3 separate regions of the Mus musculus genome follow, and all the other regions are linked to region 2. Evidence: chromatin contacts called from public HiChIP or PLAC-seq and Micro-C data. All regions are on one chromosome and are shown on one strand. The core of a region is the stretch at or near the end of the contact, and the rest is flanking DNA. Distances in the headings are between cores, read along the strand shown.

Region 1 (3,276 bases), core at 345-2,844, 290 kb before region 2:
TCATACCGAACCTTTAGCACAAACCTCTTCACCTGCTTCGGAGCAGTGTGATGTCCCCCTGACAGAAAAGGTGCTAGCGCCCACATTCTGAGGTCTAGAGTACTTGGCACACTTAAAACCAACACAATGTGTGTCCTTCCAAGGATGATAAAGACCACCCTAAACGCTCAATCATTTCCCTCGCCACCACTTTTCCTTTCTTTCTTTTTTCTGTTGCTGTTCTTCTTTGTTTTTTGTTCATTTTGCTACAAGGTCTATGTAGCCTAGGCTGGCCTGGAATTCACTACATAACTGACCCTGACTTTAAGATTCTGACCCTTTTGCCTCAGCACCCCCAGTGTTGTGATTCCAGGCTTGTTTATGTGGTGCTAGGGATCGGATCTGGGGTTTCATGGGCTAGTAACTGAACCAATCCTCAACCCATTTTTTTTTAATTTATTACTATTAGTGTGTGTGCATGTGCGTGTGTGTGTGTGTGTGTGTGTGTGTGTGTGTGTGTGTGTGTGTACCATGTAGAGTTGATTCTCTCTTTCTTTCTTTACATGGGTTCAGGGGATCACACTTCAGGTCGCTACCTAGCATGGTGGCAAATATCTTTCATTCCAACACCTGGGAGAGGCAGATGGATACCTGAGCTGGAGGCCACTCTGACCTATCAAGGACGTTCCAGGACAGTCAGTGCTACACCGAGGAACCCTGTCTCAAAAAACAAACAAACAAACATCAGATTTCCAGGCCTGTATGGCAAGAACCTTTTCTTGCTGAGCTATCTTTCCAGCTTCCTGCAGCCTTCTGTTTTGTTTTATTTTATTTTATTTATTTTTGAGAACCGGTCTTATGTAACCCAGGCTGGCTTTGAACTCTTGATCACTCTGACTATCTTCTAAAGTTAGCCTTACATCGTGCTCACCTTACTTTTGTTTTATGTTTGGTTGGTTGGTTGGTTTGGTTTGGGTTTTTTTGTTGTTGTTGTTGTTTGTTTGTTTAGATTTTCTTTTCTTTGTTCTTTAATTAAAAAAAAAAAAACCCAGGGTCTCCTAAGCAGCACGCAACAGCCTGAAGTTTGCTATGTAGCCCAGATCAGCATAAAGTGCTGTGTAGCCCATGCTAGACTCAAACTACCTTCCTGGCTCACCACACCTAGTATTCTAATATCACCAGAGGCCATGTGGAAACAAAAACTGTTCACTTCGGATCTAGCAGAACGGGTCTGGGTCTGAGTGTTTGCCCTTTCCCAGCCCTCCCAGACATCACCCATGCACCCCTGGTTGTGTTTGGGTCACCAAAGGCTGTTTTTTACCCCTTCAGAGTTAGATGCTGGACTGAAGAGGGGAACCCAATTTGTCGGCAAAGCTAAAGTAATACTCGAGAGTGGTGTCAAGACTAGAGTCAGAGTCCGCAGGCAAGAAAGAGCCAAGATCTGATGCCTCATCCTATTCTCTTTTGGCACGCAGAGTCTAGGCCCGCACTCGCTTCCACCTGCCGCGCCGTCGGGAGCCGGGAGGAGGCGGAGACCCACCGTCTCAGCCAATGAGCGACGCCGGCGCTGGCAGCTGCCTCTATAAAGGGCTGGGGGCGGCGGCAGTGCGACCCAGAGCGCGGAGCGCGCAGCGCGGGCCGGTGGGAGGGAGGGAGGGCGGGCGAGAGGAGAGGACCCATCACCCGGCACGGGACAGGCCGAACTGAGGGCCCGCCGCAGAAGGCAGAGCTGCCGAGATCTCAGTCACAGAAAGAGCGACTTCTTCAGGCCCGGCGGGGCCGCGCTCCGGGCACCCTCCACTGCGTGCCCGCTCCCTCCATCCACCTGCCGCTGGGGGTCTGGCCGTCGAAGCGCGCATCCCCAGGCTCGGGTCAGTTCCCGGCCTTCGAAGGCGCCGCCGCCTCCATCTCCTCCTCTGCAGCGGCCGCAGACGCAGACGCCCGGGCGGGACCCCGGCGTGAGCACCAGGCGCCCCCCTAGGAGTGCACGACCCCCGGAGCCGCCCTCGATACGGACCGCGCCCGCCGGGCACACAAGAATGGTCACTGTAGGTACTCCCTTGTCGCCGCGAGACGAACACGGGAGGGAGGGGCGGAGGCTGGCTCCACGGAAACGCGGGGAGTGGGGGGGTAGGACCAGGCCTAGCTAGGCCTAGGGGAGGGGGGGGGGTAGTACCGCGCCTCGGGCCTGAGAGTGGCCAGAGCTGCATCCGGAGTTTTGGGGAGTGGAGCCTGGTTCGAGAGGCTTTGGAAAGCCAGGCTGTGTACAGGGTGCCCTCAGCCACCCGGTGGTCCTTGTGGCTCCTCACTGGAAGGCTGTGGGGGAGGGGCCGCGGCGGCGGAGGATGCTTCCAGCATCCCAGGCCCAGACCCGCAGGCCGCCCAGGAGGACAAGGGCCACGATCTCCCACTGTTGGTCCGGGTAATGCCACTCGGCCTTCTCTGAGAGCTTTTTGGGGGGGAGGGGAGATGGAGAGGCGGGTGGCGTCGGATCGCGCTGCTCTAAGCCCGAGCCGCACCCGAAAGGCGGGCATCTTCGTCCTCGAACCCCGTCGACCTTGCGGCAAGCGGGGAGGGGAAGAGGAGGGGGCGCCCTGAGGCCTCGCGGCGGCCGCCGTGATCCCTTTGTTTCTCCGCCGGGCCGTAGCCTCGCGCGGGGCCTTGGGGCTGCGGGGGGGGGGGTAGTGCGGGAGGGGGGCTCCCCGTTCCCCGGCCGCTGCCTCCGGGTGAGGGCGTCCGGGGCTGCAGCAGTACTCCATAGGGCCTGCTGCACGCGCCCTCCCCGGTCAGGGCTCCGGGCCGCAGGGTGACCTTGAACGCGCCCGCAAATCGGGCCGCCTGGCCGGCGCACGGTTGCTTTCAGCAGCCTCGGAGCTGGTCAGCTCCCGAACTCACGGCCCCGCCCGACATGCCACGCCCTGTCGTGCCACGCCCATCCAGGCCCCGCCCCTAGGCCCCCTGGACCTGGCCTCAAGCGAGCCCTAGGACCTCCACCCCGCAGCCCGGGCGTGTCCCGGGGCGGGGCTGGCCAGTGCTCACCGCACCCTGGCTCCACCCCCGCCTCCCTGAGCGACTAGCTCCCCGCGCCGCCAAGCGTCCTTTGTCTGGTCCCCGCGCCCAGCCTACCTTTTCCGCTCTTTGGAGATCTCTTCCTGTGTGTCTCTGAACACCAAGTGTTGTTCCCGGCCTCCTTTTCGAGTCGTGGTGTGCACGGTGGGGGTCGGGAAGCTCAGTAGTCCATCTTGAGTCTCCTCTCTCCTGGGCCCTGGCACTAGGCCACCTGGCTTTAAGAAAGAA
Region 2 (3,111 bases), core at 112-2,611:
CAGAGAAACCCTGTCTCAAACCCCCCCCCCAAAAAAAAAAAAAAAAAGACATTGGATCTCACTACAGATGGTTGTGAGCCACCATGTGGTTGCTGGAAATTGAACTCAGAACCTCTGGGAAAGCAGTGAGTGAGTGCTCTTAACCGCTGAGCCATCTCTCCAGCTCTGGGGTATAGGTATTTAAGGAGACAGGGTTCACTTTGTAGTTCAGGCTGGTCTGGAATTCACTCAGCACTCTGGAGTCCCATGAATGGCAATTCCTCTTCCTTAGGCTCCTGATTCCTGAGCCACCATGCTCAGCTTCGGGGTTCACTGCTCTTGTTGCCCAGGCTGGCCTGGAATTTACCTCCATCCTCAAGCTCCCATCACCTGAGTGCTACATGCTAGATACATGCTAGACTCCTACTTAAAGATTTTATTTTATTTTATTTTTGAGACAAGGTCTCTATATAATCCTGGCTCTCCTGGAGCTTTATTTGTAGACCAGGCTGGCCTCAAACTCTGGGATCTGCCTGCCTCTGCCTTCCCAGAACATTGGATGCTCTTGTAGAGAACCAGGGTTTGGCTCCCAGCACCACATGATGGCTCACAACCATCCATATCTAGCTCCAAGTGGTCAGATGCCCTTTTATGACCTCTGCTGACACATACATACATGTAGGCAAAACGTTTACCCATACACATTAAAGAAAGAGAAATAAGCCTAAAAAATAGAGACTGGTGAATGATTGTGGTGGCATGTTCCTATAATCCAACCACTAGGAGGCAGAGGTAGATGGATCTCTAACAAAGAGCTCCTGGACAGCCAGTTCTACATAGTCTCAACATCTCACAGCTCACACATCCCAACCCCCGCCAAGAAAAAAATAAACCCAATGAATCCCAGTTTTATGTATAATTAATATATTCCTAAAGTAAACTAAAAAAAAAAAACAAGCAAAAATAATAAACCATCCGTTACATTGCCCTTCAAGCAGCGACTGATACCTGCAAATTTCTCTAAGAGTCGCGCAGCTTTCCAGTTTACGCATGCGCAACAGACTCCTAACGCCCTGGACTCTCCCCGGAGTTCATAGCCCGACAATCGACGCACGCGTACCAGGCCAATCGCAAACTGGCCACGTGTGACACGCCCCCCCCCCGCGCCGCCGCCCCCCCCCCTCCCCCGCCTACGATGATTGATCCTCACACCTGAGTGACAGAAGAAATTTCGCACAGGATCTCCACAAAATGGCCGCTCCTTCCGAAGCGCTCTGTCCCCTCGCTGATTGAGTCCTGCAGGAGACGGACGTAGGAACGATCCAATGAGACTTATGCGCTCTGGGGAGGGGGCGGGGCCCGTGGTGAGACGAATTTGCGCGGGTTCGGACTCGGCGCGATCAGTCATGGCGGCTTTCCGCGACATGGTGGAGGTGAGCAACTGGCTACTGAGCCTGCTGGGGGCCAACCGCGCCGAGGCGCAGCAGCGGCGGCTGCTCGGGAGCTACGAGCAGATGATGGAGCGGCTGCTGGAGATGCAGGACGGCGCCTACCGGCAGCTTCGGGGTGAGGGCCGGTCCCCTGCGCCCCAGCCCCGGGGGACTTCTCGGGGGGAGCTGGTACTCCTGGGCCTCAGTTTCCCCATCTGACAATTGCCATGGCTCAGAGGCGTCCAGATAAGTGTCATAGCTCACAATGCGCGACTCTATACGATCGTACTTCGTAGCTCAGGCGCCTTTGGAAGTCTTTATGATCCAGCCCCCACCTCCACTCCTGCTCGCCGTTCTTGAGGGTCTTCCGAGGGAGAGCAGTCACACCCGAGCCTTGATTTCTCCACCGGTGAAACCGTTGTCATGACAACGGTTGTCATCTAGGGACTTAAGCGTAATTAAATATAGAGTTAGCAGGGCACGACCCTTTATTAACTTTCCAGGACTCAGGCTTAAATGTAGCTCTGACTAGTAGAGAACTACTTAGCTGAGAAATTCAAAGAACCTTTCAGCTCCTCAGTGCCTTGGTCACAGGTGTGAGCAATCTCCCATCTCAGTGTCCTTCCCTGTCAAAGGTTTGTTTGAACTTTGTTTTGTTTTGTTTCAAGACAGGGTTTCTCTGTGTAGCCCTGGCTGTCCTGGAACTCACTCTGTAGACCAGGCTGGTCTCGAATTCAAATCCGCCTGCCTCTGCCTCCCAAGTGCTGGGATTTAAGGCATGCGCCACCACGTCCGGCCCTGGGAACATTTTTTAAAGTTTCGTGCCTTCCCAATAGACTTGTGAACAGAGCCTGCCGTGAGCTGGACCTCGGGTGACAGCAGGGAAGGAGTCCCTTGGTGGCTGGCATCCTACTGGAGAGGAGACAGGATAACATTTGTACTGCAGTGATGGGCTGAGGAGACAAATGCTTTCTATCATTAGGAGGGGTAACATGGGCGGGACTGGGGAGGGGTTTCTGCAAAGATATTGGGGGAAACCTGAAACTGTTGAGGGGGCAGGGATACACTTGACTGGCATGCATGAAACCCTGGGTTCCATGCCAGGCATGGCAGAATGGGCCTGTCAGACCAGTGTTCCAGAGACAAGCAGGAGGGTCAGGAATGGAAGGCTGGAAGGAATTCAAAGCAGCCTGATTGACAGAAGACCAAAAGTAAAATGAGAAGTTTTATCTCTGAGATTGTAGCTCAGAGAGAACACATGTGGCTACAGGAGGCCTTGGGAGCAAGCAGTAGTAATGAAGTAAAAACCTGAGGGCTGGCAGGATGGTTCACTGGGTAGAGACACTTGGTGCCTACCTGACGATGTTAAGTTTGATTCCTGGGAGCCAGGTGGTAGAACTGACCCCTGCAGCTTGTCCTCTGACCTCCACACGCAAACCTGCTGTTTCTTCTTTGAATGAGTCATTAGCGGCTTGAACATGTGCTCTTAGAATTTGGGAGACCGAAGCAGGAGGCTGCTGAGAATTCAAGGCTAACCTCAGTTACATAATTAGCTACAGAGAAACCCTCTGTCACCCTCACCCAGGTCCCACCCCACATGCCTTTTGAGGTGGGTTCTGCGTAGGTAGTACAGTGCTTGCCTAGCATGTGTGATGGAGGCTCTAAATTCAAACCCAATACCATAAGATAATTAAAATTAAGT
Region 3 (2,992 bases), core at 12-2,511, 360 kb before region 2:
TTGTGAGCCTCCCACTGTTGCCAAGGTTAGCTTTGAATTATTCACATTAGCCCAGGCTGGTTAAGAACTAGCACAGATCTTGTTTCTGCCTTCTGAGTACTGGGATTTAAGTCCTGAACCACTACACTCCTGTGTGAGTAGATGCTGCCAACCAGAAATGGTCTTCAGAAAAGGCAGTTCCAAGGATGGCACTGCCCCCTATAGGGCATTCTCTTTAAAGCATGCGTAACAACGTGTGACACAGCTAAGCACTTTCCGTGTGTGTGTGTGTGTGTGTGTGTGTGTGTGTGTGTGTGTGTTAAGAATTGCCTTTACCCGCTGAGCCATCTTGCTGGTCAGAGCCTTTAATTAAGAAAAGAAGTATGTACTCAGCAGGTATATTTGTGAGGGTCTGCATGTGAAAGCCAGACCCTCACATCTCTCCATCTTACATATTGATGTAACGCAGTGTCTCTTGAACCCAGAACTCACCTCATCTGGCTAGTCACCGTGCCCTGGGGATCCTGTCTCCTGCAGGCTTGGATTACAGGCGGGTAACCAAGCCTACCTGGCTTTTCTGTAGATGCTAGGGATTCAAGCTCCTGTCTTCAAGCTTACCTGACAAGCGTGCTGGAGGCCCATATAAGGACCCTGGAAGAAGGAAGGCTCACTTTTCTTCGCCTGCTTGCATTTACTTGCCAGTACGTCTGTTGGAACCTATTTCTATTTCTTTACCAGCTAAACCAACTGGCCTCGTGGGACTGAGCGACGAACTACTAGATTCTTGGACTTCCCATTCACAGCTGACCATCGTTCGGGTAGTTGGACTACAGACTGTTAAGTCATCACAATAAATCCCCTCAATATAGAGACATTCCATAAGTTCTGTGACTGTAGAGAACTCTGACTAGTACAATGTATTTTGACCATTAAACCCCCTTACCCGTTCTCCTGTCTCACAATCCCGCTGATCCCCTCCCTCTCCCAACTCGTCTCTTCTAGGGCTAGGATATTGGAGTGAGCATGGAGGGTAGGGAAAATCTAGGGTTTCAAGGAGGTAAGACAAGTGAGACGAATCCAGGAAGATGATTACAGGTGAGGACCTTAACCAGGATGAGTACAGGTGGAGCCACCGCTCCTCGCGATCACGAACACCCCTAGGATTTTGCTTGTGATTGAGCAGGACTGTGGCGCATGCGCTGTAACAATTGCGCGGAGCCAGGTAGTTGGAGGCGGGGTCTACACGCGCATTTAATTGGTTAAGGAGTGGGCGGGAAACCCAAAGCGATATTTCCGTTTCCGTTAGGGGCCGGAAGTTAGCGTCTCCTGGGTGAAGCGGCCTTGGCTGAGAGGCAGGGCTGGTACAAGTAAGTGTAGGGTCTCGCGGGCGGGCGTTGGGCCGGGCGGACCGGCGCTCTTCTCTAGATCACCCGCAGGGCGTAGAGCTGAGGCCGGGGCATGGCTTTGAGGACGGCCTCGTGGGGAGCCTGACCCCTGGATCCCTGCAGCTGGGCGAGCGGGCGGCGCCACCGAAACCTGGGTGAGGCGGACGCCGTCGCTCTGCCCAGATCCCTTCCCGCCGTCCCGGTCGCCTCGGGACACCATGGCTCGTTCGCAGGCTGCGGTTTGCCGGTGGGATTCTGGGGCCCCACAGAGACAGATTCCGGGCAATTCACTGATTTGTTCAACAAGTAGTTATTAAGTGCCTAAGGTATACCAAGCACTGTGCGTCCTGGGGATACAGCAGTGACCAAGTGAAATCCTTCCTCAGAGATTGATGGGCAGGGTGGCAGACGCCGGAGGAGCTTTGAGGAGTTTTAAGGTGATCGTGAGTTTGTTTTGGATGCTGTGTGTGTGTGCGCGCGCGGGAGAGAGAGAGAGAGAGAGAGAGAGAGAGGCAGCCAACAACTTCACCTGCCAAGCCATCTCCCTTGCCCTATTTTGAAAGTGTTAGAAATCTTTTGTCCTACATTTTTCCCTATATGTGTAGTAGAATGTGTACAGAAGTTAATGGACAACTTGGGAAATACATCCTCGCTTTCCACCTTTACGTGGGTTAGGGTTCCAAATTCAGCTTTTCTGGCTTGGCAGCAGTGCCCATAGCAGCTGAGACAGGATCGACTAAGATGCCCCGCCTGCCCCGCCTGCGATTCCGTTGTAGCTAGCTGGTTGCCAGGGCCAGATGGGAGGGGATGCAAACACATCCACCTAGACAGTTGACAGCTGGGCTCGGCACCAGGCAACGCTTCACCGTGAGGGTTTGGCCTTTCCTTTTGTGTGTCTCACACTTTTGTCTCCGTTGCTCCGGGAGCTTCAGCCATTCGTTCTGAAGTAAAACGACGAGAAAACCCTTCATCTGGCTCAGACTCTTCCTGGCTGTCTTGTCATCAAAGCTGCCTTTTGTCATCTGGAATGACTCCAGAAGAGAAGGTCTTTCCTGATCTCTTTCACCCAAAGTAGCCCCAGCTCAGAGATTTGTATTTCGCTCTAATAGCCTCGTAGAAATAGGATTCATCCAGTTACAAGTTTTCTCAGGAGCCTGTCATCTGTAACTATTAGTACAGATATATTAAAGATTTATTTATTTTTATCTTTTGTGTCTGCCATATCTGGATCCAGGGTATCTGATATGTGACCTCAAAACCCACAGATTGAGGACCCCTGCCCTAGAGCCTTATCCATGCTTGGCTACTATCAGCTGAATTCATCCAGTTAAGCGTGTTCCTGTTGCCAGGTGGTGGTGGCACACGCCTTTAATCCCAGCCCAGGAGAGACAGGGGCAGGTGGATGATAAACTTGGATCTCTGAGTTCAAGGCTAGCCTGGTCTACATAGTGAGTTCCAGGACAGCCAGGGCTACACAGAGAAACCCTGTTGAGTTTTCATGTTAAGAGCTGTAAACCTGCTGGGCGGTGGTGGCACACGCCTTTAATCCCAGCACTCGGGAGGCAGAGGCAGGCGGATTTCTGAGTTCGAGGCCAGCCTGGTCTACAAAGTGAGTTCCAGGACAGCCA

Evidence for each region. Hi-C and Micro-C count contacts between places; a contact is called where the count stands out from the background. HiChIP or PLAC-seq counts read pairs in DNA pulled down with a chosen protein or histone mark.
Region 1: a Micro-C map of embryonic stem cells shows a contact between it and region 2, with 2.4 times the contacts expected there. The contact joins the promoter of Elavl3 here to the promoter of Spc24 in region 2. A contact is called at or near these places in 4 of 484 Hi-C or Micro-C datasets (cardiomyocytes, cerebral cortex and embryonic stem cells) and 2 of 115 datasets of contacts at active chromatin or transcription factors (large pre-B cells and microglia).
Region 3: a FOXA1 HiChIP or PLAC-seq map of pancreatic cancer cells shows a contact between it and region 2. The contact joins the promoter of Elof1 here to the promoter of Spc24 in region 2. A contact is called at or near these places in 1 of 39 promoter capture datasets (hippocampal neurons), 4 of 115 datasets of contacts at active chromatin or transcription factors (the 230-238 cell line, the SCID.adh cell line, embryonic limb bud and 1 more) and 2 of 9 other capture datasets (liver and pancreatic islet).

What each region holds. Positions count from the first base shown.
Region 1 is chr9:22,050,341-22,053,616 of GRCm38.p6, reverse strand. It overlaps Elavl3 (ELAV like RNA binding protein 3), which reads left to right and starts at 1,594. Exons shown (of 7, transcript NM_010487.2): 1 at 1,594-2,027. The coding sequence starts at 2,019.
Region 2 is chr9:21,758,553-21,761,663 of GRCm38.p6, reverse strand. It overlaps Spc24 (SPC24, NDC80 kinetochore complex component, homolog (S. cerevisiae)), which reads left to right and starts at 1,361. Exons shown (of 5, transcript NM_026282.6): 1 at 1,361-1,545. The coding sequence starts at 1,386.
Region 3 is chr9:22,115,464-22,118,455 of GRCm38.p6, reverse strand. Elof1 (ELF1 homolog, elongation factor 1) reads left to right here and starts at 1,261. Exons shown (of 3, transcript NM_001357311.1): 1 at 1,261-1,346.